4 separate regions of the Mus musculus genome follow, and regions 1, 2 and 4 are each linked to region 3. The links are chromatin contacts, called in public Hi-C and HiChIP or PLAC-seq maps. All regions are on one chromosome and are shown on one strand. The core of a region is the stretch at or near the end of the contact, and the rest is flanking DNA. Distances in the headings are between cores, read along the strand shown.

Region 1 (3,686 bases), core at 366-2,865, 810 kb before region 3:
CTTCTAATCTTCTAGAATTGCAGGCATGCTCCTCCACACCCAGGAGGGATTATGTCCTTTTCATTCCAGTGGACTGTGTAAGTAAATGGAGGGCAAAGGCCCCACAGGAGTCCAAAGGTAAAGGCAGGGGGTAAGGTGTTGAAGTTCTGTGATTCTCTGTGTACTTCCTGTCCTTACCATCAAAAACTGTTCTGTGACCTTTGTCACTTCTTTGTGTCTTGCCCTTCCTTCTTCACAGGATTGTTCTGACACAAAAGAAGATATTCAACGCGGTATGGTGAAGGACTTTTAAAATAGGAAAGTATAAAGTTGGGTGTGTGATGGTTTTTCTTCTTTCAAGACAACGAAGACCACATTCTAGCTATTAAAAAGATTAACTTGGTGAAATGACTCAGGATGTAGAGCCTGTTTGAGGCAATTTTATATACATTTTTCTTTTAAAAATAAAAATATATTTCTTATAATCAACCTTACACATAGCTACAGAATGTGAAATTGTATACATTTTGTATGCACCATCTATACCTAAATGTATGTACACATCACATATGATTTCACATGTACACATAAGGCACTCTGTAAGCAACTGTTGTTTTGCTAAGAAATGTTGACAGAAAGGAAGAGATAAAACACGTACGCAGAGCCTGTTCTCACAGTTTGCCTAATGCCTGGCTCTTTAAAGTCTTATCTACATCTGGTTCTTCACCTCTACGTGACCAAATGTCACGTACTGTTCCTTCCCCTGACTGGCTTGCTTGTTTTACCTATGTGCTTACATAATGATTGATTGACTTTTTAATTTAGAATTGAACTGCATTATTTTTATTGTTTAGCTGTGGTACTCATGTAGCCCAGGTTGGCCTCAAAGTAGCAGCAATGTCACCAAAGTTCAAACACTTGGAACTTCTTGTTCTCTATCTAGCCTCCTCCACCTCTGCAGAGCTTTGCAGACATACATTACCTCTCCCAGTTTATGTGGTTTTATCCTCGTTTACTATACCAACGGGGTTACATCCCTAGCCCAGTCAGCCCATTTATTTCCCACTTTTAGTAAAAGCAAACCTCGCTTATTATTTTAGCTAGGGTCAAAGCTTAAGAAATCAAAATTGCAAATGTTTCAGAACACTCCATTAAGTTGTGCATTTGTTTTACATAGCTTTGTTTATTTAACAATTTTTATTCTGTTAACAATTCGCTTAAAATAAATAAATAAATAAACTCTTCGTTCAAAATTCACACAACTTGGGTTGAGCGAATAGGAGCATGCTGGTGTGGGCCACAGTAAGAGTGTAGACTGTAGTCAGATGGGATAGCCTCCCGGAAGAGCAGGACAGTTATCGAAGAGGACAGTAAGAAGGGTAATAAAAATAATGACGGCCATCATAAAGTGTATACTCTTAACATGAAATTCAGTCCCCAAATAGTGCGAATAGCCTTCTCCATTACACTAAGTAAATCACAGCGGCGGCCGAGGCGACGGCTCTCGCAGTGCCCCTCAGGGCCCCCTTTCGGAGGAAGGAGAGTGGGAGGAACCCAGCACGGCCAGGTGGGCGGGGCCGGGGCCGAGGGGGCGTGTCTGGTGGGCGGGCCTGTGGCGCTAGTGGGCGGGGCTGTGGCGCTGGCGGGCAGCTAAGCTGCTGGGCGGCTGGGCGGGGCGCGCTCAGGCCTCGGCTCCTCACGCGCGGCGTAAGCGGCCCAGACCCCGCGCTGCGGGAAGCCGGGGTGGCGTGTGCGCGTCGCCTGCGAGCCGAGGCAGCCGCGGGAGGAGGAGCAGCGGGCACTGAGGTAGGCGCACAGACGCGGGGCCTTAGGCCGGTTCTCCTTGGGAGCCCCCGGCCCTCCACGGGCTGGCGAGGCCGAGGGGCGGCGCACAGAGACCGGGGCGGGCGGGGCCGGGGGCGGGGTCTGGCCTGGCCGCAGGGGCCGCGCGCGGTGAAGGGACTCCTGGTGGAGCGCAGGCACGCCACGCCAGAGGACTCCCGGGGCTGGCGGCCGTGGAGAACGGTGGCCCGGGAGCTCCGCGGAGGAGGCCAGGGGGCCGGATGGCCGGCGCCTCCCACCTCGCGGGACGCCCGGGCCGGGAACTCGTTAACAGGAAAGCTTGGCAGGGCAGCAAATGCCAAGGTTCTGGAAGAACTGAGAGTCACGTCGTTAGGCGCTGAGGCTTTATTTTCCTTCCCCGCCCCCTGCCCGGCCTCGGCCCGACTTGGCCAAAGAAGGATGTGTCACCAGTTCGGGGCTGCGGGCGGGATCCCAGCCACTCTGGGCACAGGGGCACCTGAAACAAAGGTATCGGGCGACCGAGTGGCTGAGCTGCGAGCACCTCAGCCGGTCCCACGGTCGCGCCGGCCGGGCTGCAGGCTTGAGGGGCGTTCTCCTTGGGGACCGCTCGATGGAAACCAGCTGGCCCGGCTTGGAGTTGATGTTGCATCGGAACTGTGTTGTGCTCACATTATTTCCATTCCTCCCACTCTGATAAAGCCTAGGGAAATTTTATCCCGCTTGATGGTCTGCAGATGCAGAGGGGGGAGGACAAATTGCTGTTTGTAAATTATAAGGTATTTTCTTTGTAGAAAATAGTTTAAGAACATAGAATAAATGCTTGAACACGTAAGCGGAGAGGATGATTTGTAGTGCCTTTCAAAATTGGAAAAGAGTTCCTCCACGGATCTTCAGTTATGTACAAAACGTCCCCCGCCTCTTTGGTGCCAGGCATTTTTCTTTGTTCTTCCTTAGTGTCTGGCCTCAGTTTCTTGTAAACAGAGCATCAAGCACAGGGACCCTAAGAATTGCCATACTAGGTCAGAGCATGGGCGTCCAGCTAAGCAGGCAGCAGGCTCGTGTTGTAGTAAACACAGGGCTTTCCTTGGCATCGTTAAAAATTATCTCAGTTTCTTTCACTGGTCTCCATGACGATTACTGAAAGCGTTCTTAAAAATCTGTAGACGGCTCCTGATTTGCATGCAATTTATTCACGTTTATTGCATTCAAAAGGCTGTCTCACCACTTCTGACAAAACTTATGGCATGAGATACTCGTGAGAGGGGAAAAATGGATCTTTTACACAGCCTGGAAAGCTCAGGTCAGGAATACAAAGTTTTGCGGTTCTTTGGGGGTTTGTTTGTTTGATTTTTGTTTTGTTTATACACACACACACACACACACACACACACACACACACACTGGAAAAGTCTATCCCAAGGCCCATGTGGTTGGATTCAATGATAGCTTTAAACACCAACAACCTGAATAGTAGGCAGCTAATGCTTTAACATTCACACATATGATTTGCATATATTAAAAAGTAGCTTAGCATTTTACACAGTGACTATCTGGCTTTATCTTGGTCTAGGTAATCTGGCCTTAAGGTTCTGCTAAAACCTCGTATCCTCCGAGAGAGGAAATTTTGCTTGAGCAGGAAGGGAATAAGGTTGGGCAGTTCTGCAGTACAGACTATTTGAAGGTAATAACTTAAACTTGTCAGCCACACATTTCAGTTCCAGTTGAACAGGGCTCTGTCACCTTTCAACAAGTAACTCAAGTTTTCCGTCTCTGAAGCTCTTCTTGACATCCCCTTAGCTCTGCCTTACACCTCAGCAAAATAACCACAACAGAACCCCGCCAAGTAAGGGGGAGGATGCCTCCCTTTTGAATAGTAGCATCCTCAGTCAGGATCTCTCTTATGT
Region 2 (3,793 bases), core at 842-3,341, 650 kb after region 3:
TTTACACACAGACGAGGAAAGGTCCACTGGGAGCACAGACATCCACAGAAGAACACCTATGGCTACCTCCCATAACAAAAGAGGTGTGGTTGAAATAATGGTTTGAATGCCAGTCTATGGTTTTGGTGAAATAGGAACAAGCTAAAGTCCCCCCTCCCCCACCCCCTCCCCCACCCCCCACCCCCCCACCCCCCAGCTTCCAACACCCAGCTAATTTATGCCTCTGGTTCTGACTGTTCATCTGACTGACTGTTGTTGTTGTTGTTGTTGTTGTTGTTGTTGTTTAATATCCTCTTATATTGTCTCTATCATCTTTGTTGCTTGATTTGTGGTTCATCTACGATTGCTAGATGTTTTTTCCTTGGATTTTTTTAAGTCCTTGAGGTTGGTTGCTCTAACAGAATAAACACTTAGCTTGTGTTTGTTGAACAGAAGACGAGTTCAAACGCAAAATGCTTTTAAAATGCGGTGCTTTGAAAGGGAGCTAATTTTGTAAAGCTCCCTCTGCACATTTTAAGAAATAAATTAAGGCCTCCCTGTTCGCTATGATCCCCACCTCGGAATAACCTAGAACCCATTTCTTTCTTAGAATTTTATGCAAACCTTCGGGTAGCCCAGGGCATTCCCATAAAATTTGCCTGCCAACTTGATGTGAGATTCTTCCTACAGAGGCAGAAAACATAAAGACCCAGAATAAAAAGACTACAAAATCATCAAGCAATGCCATTGCAGTTGATTGGGTAGATTCAGACAACAGAAATTTACTTACTCCTCTACGGAAAAAAAGAATGAAGTACGATTTGTGCTGGACTGTGGTGAAACTTAAAAACATCGTGCTAAGTTAGCCGAAGTCAGCCACTGGAAGCCCTCTGTGGTTTTATTTAAATGCAACATCAGAATTTGTAAATATACACAGGCCAAAAACAAACTGGCAGTTGCCTTGAACTGGGACCATAGCTAAAGAGTACACGGTTTCTTTTACTGAGATGATGAAACGATTCTAAAACTTTACTGTAAATTGTTAAAACTTTATACACGCACTAAATCACTAAATGATATGTTTATAACGAATGAACGGCATGGCGCAAACGGAAATACAACTGTTCCAAAAAAAAAAAAAAAGCTTTATTTATGTTAAATGCCACTCTAATTTCATTAACTGAATCTGTTTCTTTGATTAATTTTACTCCTCACCTAAGCTCTGCCAGAAAAAGCAAAACCTTGGGTCCCACTCCAGTAGTTCTGTTTTGGTTTTGAGACAGGAGCTACCCATCCCCCACCCCCATCTCCACCGCCCCCTTCTCCAAGGGCAACCTTCTGAAAGAAACACCGCCTCTCGTTTACTCCAAAGGAGTCTTTTCATATCAATCCGGAAAGCGGGGCAGCAAGGTCTTTTAGGGCACGCGAGGACCCACGGAAGGGTCAGATTTTTCAGAGCCACAGTGGAAAAGTTCTCCGGGTAAACAGATACCTGACGGACCAGAGAAAGCAGCTGAGAGACCAAAGCAGCCAACAGGCGGTTAACAGCCAGCCATTCCCACAGCTGTGGCCTTCCTGTTGCTCATACATTTGACAATAAAGACTTTCTTTCTCGTGGTGTCAGTTAAAACACGGCTAACAAAGTAATTGCTGCTACTGTGTTTACCTTTATTTGGTCCTAGACTACAAAAGGACATCGGAGTTTCCTATCATAGTACAGCTCTTGGGCTTGTTTCTGATGAATCACCCTCGGCCCGTGCCTGTTTGTTTTTATTAATACAGCTCACATTTCTGTAATCCTATAGACTTCCCTGGAGCACTCTGTTAAATGGTCTTAACGATCGAGCCAAAGGCTTCCCTGGTCCTCCTTGGACAAGAGCTTTCAAGGCGGCGAGGTGGCTGGATTCAAGCAATGCGAGCGATAAAGGTTTGGAGCTGGGAGGGCGGCATGCGGAAGTGATGCATAATTCATCAGGCAAATTAATCTAGTCTCCTTTCCTATGCCCATTGCAATTATGGGGAACACGCAGCCAGAGGCTTCCTCTCCCTCCCTCCTCCCCTTCCATGACATTGTTAACTCCCTGAGAAGCTCTGGGACAGATTCTAGTCACTGGCTGCTCCTGCACCACGCGCTGAACAGAGCAGAGCAGTCGGTCCCTGGGAACGTGCCCCTCTGTTCCTCAGCTTAGAGGAGGTTTTCTGTGATGGGTGGGGGGCTGAGGGAAGCACTCGCAGTGGGGTTGGTGTGCAGCAGAGCAGAGAGTGGGGACAATTAGTTTTCTTCATGCTTGGCTGAGCCTTAGTGTAGGGCTGGACCAGCTTAGGGGGTGAGGCAGATCACAGATAATAGAAGCTTCATTTCCAACTGACCCTTCAAGCGTTCTGCCAGGCCCGAGAAGGAGGAACAATGCCGACCTCCTCAAGAAATGCTGGCCCCGAATGCCAGGTGAAGGCACCAACGGAATAACGAGGGAAAAACAAAGGCGATAGACAAGGCTTTGCCTTGAAATGGTTTCTATAGTCCCCACTGAAAGAAAAAGAGAAAGCTCTATTGAGGATGGAAAATGAAGTTTGCTAGTGAAACATGTATCTCTAACAATAAGCAGGACACACACGCACACGCACACGCACACACTCGGAGCATTATGTGGACAACTCCCTTCTGACCCAAGGATGTGCCTCTGAAAGGGGAAAAAAAATGACTTCTTCCTGTGTTAAGTAGAAGAGCCATCATTCCATGGCTGTCTGGCTACACCAGGGCCACCAAAATGATCTTATGCTGTTAATGAAATCAGGTGAATGCTGGCATAAGTAGAGGAAGCAAATAAAAAGACTGCACTGGAGAGGGGGTCGGAGCACTGACATCTGTGCTCTTGGTCCCTATTACTGCTGAGCGATAAACTACCTCAAAACTTAGGAGCCGAAAGCATTTGATTGTACTTCATGGTTTGTTTGGTTTTTATTTTTAATTTCATGCAGGGGTCATGTGTGTGACCTACTTGCTTTGTATGGTAAACCAATATCATTGTTTTTAATATCCAAATTATGAAGACCCCCAAGATGGTTTTGTCTGTTTCTCTTATACCTAGGAAAGGATGGCTAGAAAACTGGGCTCATCCAGGACTGTCAACCTGGTTACCTACGTGCAGTTTTATCAAAAGGGCAACACAGCCTCCAATGAGTGCACATTCAAGTAGATTGAAGGTGGTGGCCTGAGCATCATACCTGCTATATTGTATTAGTAAAAGCAGTCATGGAGCCTTCCAGGGGACAGAGATTTCGCCTGTCAGTGGGCAGACTGCTAAGAAAACGTAGTGTGTAATCCACCATGTATTTCTTTATTATGGGAATAGAAAGGGAAAAAAATCGGGTTACAACGGCCCCTGGTACTGTGGTACCTAGGAATGTTAAATGAAGCAAAGAGAACGACCCTTACATTCACTGCTTAACAATCCAAGGGAAGTTTCTAGAAAGGGGGGTTCTAAGTAAGACTCAGAGGACACACAGAAGGTGCACAGAGGCAAAGAACCAATGCCAAATCGGCTCCCCAGATGTCAAACTTGGAAATTTTCCCCCTTTTCTACACATGCCCTCAGCTCACAGATCTTTCCTCTATTTGATACCTTAAGACTTTCAGCACCTTTCAATGGCTGCAGTCCAAATGCATGTATTTGTTCAGAGAATGGGTAAACAAATGGATCAAACTCGACTTGCCAAGGGCAGAAATATATTCCAACTGCTAGTCATCAAGAACTAAGTAGTATATAAAAGTCTAGACATCAGACATATTGTTTATATGTTTTTCTTCGCTTAA
Region 3 (3,458 bases), core at 129-2,628:
CGGAGTCACGAAATAGCAAAAGCTCTCTTTTGTGGACTTGAATCTTGTTGCATGGAATGTGTTATGTTAGGTATATACATTTATTTATACAGCATGCCAGGATCTGCTATCCTAAATATTGCTGCAATGACATTCCCTCTGTCTCTGTCTTTCTCTCTTCTCTTCTCTTCTCTTCTCTTCTCTTCTCTTCTCTTCTCTTCTCTTCTCTTCTCTTCTCTTCTCTTCTCTTCTCTCCCTTCTCCTCCCCCTTTCCTCCCTCCCCATCTTTCTTTGTTTCTTTTTCTCTCTTTCTTCTTCTTCTGTAGCTCAGGCTAACTTTGAAATGGTGTTCCTGGCACCTCAGCTTCTCCAAGTGCTGGGATTACAGCTGTGCACCACCATGTCTGGCCTGCATTGTCTCTCTCTCTCTCTCTCTCTCTCTCTCTCTCTCTCTCTCTCTCTCTCTCTCTCTCTCTCTTAAAATTTGATATGGGGTCTTTATTTATAGTCCAGGCTTGCCTGACACTCATGACAGTCCTCCTGCTTCAGCCTTCCAAGGCTGGGATTACAGATGTGTGTCTCTATGCTTGGCTTGCAAAGGCCTTTACACAGTCATGTATGTGTGGAATGAGAGCATGTGTGTTGTCTCATTGGGTCTCATTTGCCTCTCCAGTCTGTCCCTCTGTTTTCTTTTCTTTGTGACCCAGCTTTTTTTTCCTGACATGGATGGCTAGGACTTCAATTCTCCTTCGATATCTCCTTCCCTTTTCCAAGTTAAAATATTTAACCATGATGTTATGGTTCATAGATCCTCAAAGAAATAGTGAAAGCAAAATTTTTTTCTTCCCTCTGTCCTCCTTTTGAATATTTGTAAATTACCTGTATTAGCAATATTTGGCTTTTTCCAAAGCAGCTTTGGAGGGTGCGCCAGAGCCAGCTGTCATTCCAGCGGTTGCCACTAGGTGTCAATAGAGGCCGTGGTAGTCGGTTCAGGACCATCGGTTGATTTGGTTGGGTCCCTGCGGATTTTCTGAGTCCTCTCCTGTAAAATAACAAATGTCCGTGGTGCAGAGCACTTTCCTCAGGAAGTACTCTAGGGAGCCCGGGAGTTTGCATACGAAGGCGAGGAGCACGAGGCTCCTACTAATGATATTCCATGCCGACCGCAGTCGCTCCTAGGCAGGGCCTGGCTCTCCTAGCTTTGATGTATGAGATTATTACTGAGTAGTATGGTGGCCAAGCGATGCTCTGTGGGCAGGCTGAGGACGCGAGTCCTGCGTGGGCTGCAGAAATGTCGCTGCAGAGCACGGACCCGGTGGAGGAACCGAATGTACAGCCTGGACCCGGGCAGGACTGGAGGGCGGACACTCTCAGTGTGTGCTCAGCGCCACCTTCCTGGACGCCAACGCCAACGCCAACGCCAACGCGGGTGAATGTTGGCTGCGCCCTCCAGGGGTTGCAATGGGGGTTGTCACTGCAACTTATAAACAGACTCCAGGCATCTTTCATCTTCTTAAAAAAAGTTCTGGCCAAATTCCTCCACTCTCCACTCAGGGCTGCAATGCTTTGCTTCTAAAATTTTCCTCTTACATTAGGATGGCATCACCAGCTTGGGTCTGTCCGTAGCTATTTTCTCCTAATTAAAACATTCCCTCCTGGAGGGAATGAGAAGCAAAAGACTTAGAAAGCTGGCCAAATTTACAAGAGTGAGGGAGCCCAGAAAATAAGATCCACAAGGTCCCAGCTCAAGGTTGTAAGTTTCAGTAAACAGTTGCCAGGAGAACCAGAGAGCTTCCTTGAGGCTGTCTGTAAGCTGTGCAGAGAACTAGCGTGGTTGCAGCCTTTGTGAGCTGCTGCCCATACTCGGTGGGCTTTCCCATAATGTAGCTGCTTTGGAGTTCTACCTGCCCTTCTAAGAGACTCCTCCCTGTGCTCCTGCGAGGAACCCTGATAAACTCTCTGGTCCACCAAGTTGGACTTCACTCGAATCATTATTTTGGTTTTCCATCTGTTTCTGGGGTGAATAGACATTTATATTATGGTTCCTCAGGAAAAACTCACACGATGCAATGTGTGTACGTGTGTGCGTGTGTGTGTGGGGGGGGTAGAGAGAGACAGAGAGACAGAGAAACAGTGACTGAGAGGCAGAGAGGAGAGGAGAGGAGAGGAGAGGAGAGGAGAGGAGAGGAGAGGAGAGGAGAGGAGAGGAGAGGAGAGGAGAGGAGAGGAGAGAGTGATATGCTTGCCTATTCTACTCCTTGGGTTTTGATGTTGGGTACCTTACCTTGTTTATTGTTCATTGCTGCTACAATCTACAACAGGAAGGGGAAAGGAACTAAAAATTAAAAACACTTAGGTAGAAGAGTCCTTTCTCTTAGATATGTAGTAAATGCAGGCACCATGGCGTCATGTGCAGCATCATTTAACTCTAGTTGAGGACAAGGCAGAGCATTTTGGATCGGGAACAAACTGGGATGTGGGCACATCTGATAAGCCATTTTGTGCTCTCTCTCTCTCTCTCTCTCTCTCTCTCTCTCTCTCTCTCTCTCTGTCAAGTAGAAGGCACCATAAATATGACAGGGGTTGGGAGCAATAAGAGGAAGGGCTTAGTGAGAGCTAGGAATGCGTGATATGGGCTCACAGGGATTTGGGTAGCCTGACTGGAACTTGGGAAAATGAGCAAGACTGTTCAAGTATTCAGTCCTGTCCAAGACTGATGAGACATGACCTCTGCCTTCTTCTTGTAGGGATTAAAGTGTAGAAGTGGATCACATGCTGACCACCAGGATCAAAGCCTGCAGACGCCAGATAGGGAAAGACCAAAGAGGATGGAGCAGGACCCAGAGTGTCTCCACTGTGAATCCTTGCCTTCACACCTGTTTGAAAGTGAAGCTACGAGGCAGACAGTAAGCTGAAAGCCTGCCATCTTTGATTGAGGCTTTGGTTGCTGTTTGGACTCACATCTCCAGTCTTGAGTGCCACTCAGGGACTCAGGCTGGCTCCTGACTTTGTCCCTTTCAAGTATCACACTTCTGCTCAGCGTGGAGACTGGTCAGTCCCCTTGTCATGTATCAGAGCTCAGCTATAGCTGAGTGTGGTCTTTAACCAGGGCCTTGGCTGCCAATCTGAGGGGGAGACTCTGGAGTGTGTGGAGAGGAAAGACTAGTGTCATTTTGACACACTCTTGTGAATGCTGTATATAAGCAACCAAAGCCCAGAGAAAGGCTGTGAACTTCCCCCTGCACCTTCAGCTTAGACTGTCTGAGCCTGACCTGGTTGCCCGATGAGTTCAACCTTGTTTGTCGTCTTGGTTCAAATCTCCATGTTCCTGGGCCCATCAAAATGGGGGTGGGGTGACCACCTCCAAAATAATTCCCCGTGACTCTGAGCTTCCTGGAGAGGTAGAAATACTCAGATGAGTATTCCCTAAAAGTGTGGTTTGGGGCTTCCTCTGCTGCATGGAGCAAATGTTGGGTTGG
Region 4 (3,863 bases), core at 441-2,940, 760 kb after region 3:
ATCTTCAGACACACCAGAAGAGGGCATCGGACCCCATTACAGATGGTTGTGAGCCACCATGTGGTTGCTGGGAATTGAACACAGGACCTCTGGAAGAGCAGCCAGAGTGCTCTTAACCGCTGAGCCATCTCTCCAGCCCGCCAGTTAACCCTTTTGACTGCTCAGAGAGACCGCATAATCTTCGCCTTCAGTCCACTCCCACCAGCTCCCAACACCATTTCCTGGACAGAAGAACCAGACAAGTAGAAAAATGTTGGGATGTTTCCAGGAAGGAAACCTACTGCTGGCAGCTGGTGGAGGCCAAACCAATCCAACTGTGTGGGAGCCCGGGAAGAGATGAGAGCCAGACCCAAACATGTAACAACTGGAATCCACTAAACTGAGTCTACAAACAAGGGGCCCCACATGAGCTGTGCAGAAGAAACAGTATCTCTAAAGAAGATTTAGGGGTCCTGGCAGGTTTCAGAGGATCATCTAAGTGTCTGTGTAGAAGCCATTCGGGTTGTTTGGAAGCTGGGGGAGAAGCTGGCGTTTCAGTAGAGGAAGCCACGGAAACAAGTATCACTTAAAAACAGACTTCAATGCCTTGGACAGACAGAAAATTTAAAAGTACAATGATAGTGAAATGTCACTTTGAACTTTTAAAACTGTAGAAAAAGTTCAATATTAACATTGAGGTCATTAGCATCTATTGAGAATCTGACAATCCCTCAAAAATAGTTTGGGGCATTTTTGAAAGTAACTGAATATTAACTTCTAACCTATAGCTAAACCTAGCTCTAACCCTAAACTTAACCCTAACAATAGCTAAATCTTAATCCTACCCTTACTCCTAACAGACTTTAACCTTAACTCTAACTCTATCCTAGACCTAAACCTAACCCTAGCCTTAGCCCTAACCTTAACCCAAGCTCAAACACTAACCCTAACCCTAATGCTAACACTAGCCCTAACCTTAGCCCTAAGTCTAGCACTAATCCAGGCCCTAGCCCTATCCCTAGCCCTAATCCTAACCATAGCCCTAAACCTGCCCTAGCCTTAGCCCTAGCCCTAACTCTAAGTCTAGCCCTAATCCAGGCTCTAGCCCTAACCCTAACCATAGCCCTAAACCTGCCCTAGCCTTAGCTAACAGCCCTAACCCTGTTACTGTAGCCCCAATGTCACACTGCCCCCAACTCTAACCCTAGTCCTTACCTGATCCCTATGAGGTGTTGCCATCTTTGTTTCAGAGGTAAAGAAACCAGTTTTAAGAGGTCAATTATTTTGACTAAGTAACTGTCCTATCATCCCAGGGCTGTCCTGGACTTAGCACCAAAGTCCTGTGTTCTGGAAAATCTCTCAGCAACGAGAAAACTAGACAGCAATGCCAAGACTGCCCAGCCAGTAAATAGGGAAGCTTGTGTTCTACCACACCGCACTCTCTCCCAGCTACACAAGAGAGATACCAAGGAATGGGAAAAATGCACGTGGACACATAAAAGCTTTGGAAGGGAGAAAAGAAGGGAGGGAAAGATAAATAAACAAGGGAGAGAGGAAGGATATGAAGCTAAGAAACACAACACAACATTTGCTACAGTTTTTTAGTTTTAATTCTCTGATTTCAAAAACCCTTAAGAAGGGGCAAGTGCATCATAAGGGCACACAGTTGCCCAATGCAGTGAAGGGCATGTGGCCAGCTTGTCCCTCCTGAGCCAGCCAACACTCAGCCCCTAAAAAGGTCTCAGCATGCTCTGTGGTGTGTGTGCACACCTAAGGGCTGCCGCTCTAAAGACAACTGTAGTTTGATGCTGCCCCTGAGGGCAAGGAAAACCCCAGGACTCCCCTACACCCCGAAAATGCACTGTGTCTGGAAGAAGCAGCTGTGTCCTCCAGGGGAAGCAGCTGAAAGCTCAGACTGGATCCACTTCATCCCTGCAAGCCCCTTGACTTTGAGGGTTCTCTAATCGAATTTGGTGGGGGGTTGGGCGGGGGTGTCAGTGTCCCTTCTGCCTGAGTGCTTGCCCATTCCTTTGCTGTCTCAAGTGCAGCTAGAAGTGACTGGCTCACCCTGGTTTCGAGTTTTTGACCAGTCCTGGTCTTGCCTGTTATCAAAGCTGCCGCCTTTAGCCCTTGTTGATGACAAAATCTTATTTATTTTGTTCAGCCGGCCCAATTTGAGCTTCCCCTAAAGAATATCTTGAGAGTAAAATATCAAACATATTAAGCATGTAGGACTTGCCACCCATATTTACTGCCAAAGAAGGGAGGTTGCCATGGCAATGCCCCTGTGAAGAGGATAGAGCTTGGCTGAAGGGTGACTAAAATACCATAATGGAGCACAGGCTGCTGAGCCAGCCTGAAAATCTCCATGATACAAGGAATGTTTGCCCATTCCAAGTCTTAGGAGCCAAGTTATCATTAATAGAGAGTCGGGGGGGGGGATGTCAGACTGTAAACAAACATGCCAAAAGGCAGTGGAGGCTTTCTGTGAGTAGATGCAACCATGTGTTTTATGAGGACTGTAAGAACACCCATCCTTCCCCGCTGCCAGTCCACACCAGTTCAGACCCATCAACCCCATTCATTTATCCACAGAGAGGCACAGCCAATGGTAGAAAGAACCCCACAGAGAGTTACCAAGAGTTCACCGACAGTAAGTGACTCTGACAGCCTCCTTGGTGCCACACAGCAACACTGCACCTGCTCCTTCTCTTTGACCCCATGGCCATGAGGATTTCTTAGGAATCTGTACAAAGGAAATCACCCTCAATCCACAAAGGACTATGATAGTGAACTTCAATGCAGGGTTGATTTTTCATTGTGTAAAACACGAGGTGGGGCTGGGAGGAGAGTCACAGAGACACAGAGAGAGACAGAGAGAAAGAGACAGAGAAAGGGCAGGGGAGAGAGATGCAGGGGAGAAAGAGAGAAACAGGAGAGGGGGCAGGAGAGAGAGGGAGAAGGAGAGGAAGAGAGAGAAAGGCAGGAGAGTAGAAGAGGGAGGAGAGGAAGAGAAAGAAAGAAGAGGAAGAGAGAGGGGAGGAGAGGAAGAAGGAGAGGAAGAGAGACAGAGAGAGAGAGGGAAAGTTCCAGCTGCAGAGAAGGAATTATACTGTGGTGTGGTAAAATGCACAGACAATAGCTAGGTGTGGTGACACTCACCATTTAATCATAGTACTCTTCCCAAGGAGGCAAAGGCAGATGGATATCTGAGTTTGAGGCCAGCCTGGTCTACACAGAGAAATTCTGTCTCAAAATGAACAAAACAAACAAAAATGCATATATATATTTAAAAGAAGAAGAAAGAGGAGAATGAGGAAACCTTTAAAAAAAAGTGTAAGAACACATACTGCTGTTGTGGAGAACTGAGTTCAGAACATGAATGGTCCCAGCCAATCTGGAAATTGATAGTAAAACTGGGCTGGAATTGCTTAGCTTTTTTTTTTTTTTTTTTTTTTTTTTTTTTTTTTTTTTTGGTTTTTTCCCGAGACAGGGTTTCTCTGTGTAGCCCTGGCTGTCCTGGAACTTACTCTGTAGACCAGGCTGGCCTCGAACTCAGAAATCCGCCTGCCTCTGCCTCCCCAGTGCTGGGATTAAAGGCGTGCTCTGCCACGCGCAGCTTATACATTTGATTTGATTTTTTTTTTTTTTTTTTTTTTTGGTTTTTCAAGACAGGGTTTCTCTGTAGAGCCCTGGCTGTCCTCTTAATAGAGCTTACTAAGTTCCTATAAGACTCAGATTCCTCCTGCACATGAGAAACATAAACTCTGCACATGCTCCTAGGACAACTATCTAAACATCCTATTCATGGGCAAATTCATAAGCAAATTTTTTTGAAATTTTTGATAATCGAACTTGGAGCTCCTGGATGCAGAGAATCCAGT

What was found. Hi-C and Micro-C count contacts between places; a contact is called where the count stands out from the background. HiChIP or PLAC-seq counts read pairs in DNA pulled down with a chosen protein or histone mark.
Region 1: a Hi-C map of CD8 T cells shows a contact between it and region 3, with 2.2 times the contacts expected there. The contact joins the promoter of Ppp2r3a here to the enhancer-like site in region 3. A contact is called at or near these places in 2 of 39 promoter capture datasets (embryonic stem cells and pre-B cells), 8 of 484 Hi-C or Micro-C datasets (CD8 T cells, Th1 cells, bone marrow-derived macrophages and 4 more), 9 of 115 datasets of contacts at active chromatin or transcription factors (astrocytes, bone marrow-derived macrophages, double positive thymocytes and 6 more) and 4 of 9 other capture datasets (adipose tissue, embryonic stem cells, liver and 1 more).
Region 2: a contact with region 3 is called in an H3K4me3 HiChIP or PLAC-seq map of embryonic basal ganglia, with 7 times the contacts expected there. The contact joins two enhancer-like sites. A contact is called at or near these places in 8 of 115 datasets of contacts at active chromatin or transcription factors (astrocytes, embryonic basal ganglia, embryonic forebrain and 5 more) and 1 of 9 other capture datasets (embryonic stem cells).
Region 4: a Hi-C map of cortical neurons shows a contact between it and region 3, with 4 times the contacts expected there. The contact joins two enhancer-like sites. A contact is called at or near these places in 2 of 484 Hi-C or Micro-C datasets (both in cortical neurons), 5 of 115 datasets of contacts at active chromatin or transcription factors (embryonic basal ganglia, embryonic midbrain, embryonic stem cells and 1 more) and 1 of 9 other capture datasets (embryonic stem cells).

Annotation. Positions count from the first base shown.
Region 1 is chr9:101,249,761-101,253,446 of GRCm38.p6, reverse strand. Ppp2r3a (protein phosphatase 2, regulatory subunit B'', alpha) reads left to right here and starts at 1,615. Exons shown (of 14, transcript NM_001161362.3): 1 at 1,615-1,785.
Region 2 is chr9:99,797,914-99,801,706 of GRCm38.p6, reverse strand. No RefSeq gene overlaps it. Among named protein-coding and RNA genes, the nearest start is that of Gm23949, 49 kb to the right of the region's middle. Within about 2 kb of position 2,091, at least 72 of the 459 cell types and tissues checked have an H3K27ac peak or open chromatin away from gene starts, as enhancers often do. A contact at or near this core is called in embryonic basal ganglia and forebrain, where this site is marked.
Region 3 is chr9:100,444,076-100,447,533 of GRCm38.p6, reverse strand. No RefSeq gene overlaps it. Among named protein-coding and RNA genes, the nearest start is that of Gm28166, 4.2 kb to the left of the region's middle. Within about 2 kb of position 1,378, at least 112 of the 459 cell types and tissues checked have an H3K27ac peak or open chromatin away from gene starts, as enhancers often do. A contact at or near this core is called in CD8 T cells, Th1 cells, adipose tissue and 10 more, where this site is marked.
Region 4 is chr9:99,683,563-99,687,425 of GRCm38.p6, reverse strand. No RefSeq gene overlaps it. Among named protein-coding and RNA genes, the nearest start is that of Cldn18, 25 kb to the left of the region's middle. Within about 2 kb of position 1,690, at least 15 of the 459 cell types and tissues checked have an H3K27ac peak or open chromatin away from gene starts, as enhancers often do. A contact at or near this core is called in cortical neurons, where this site is marked.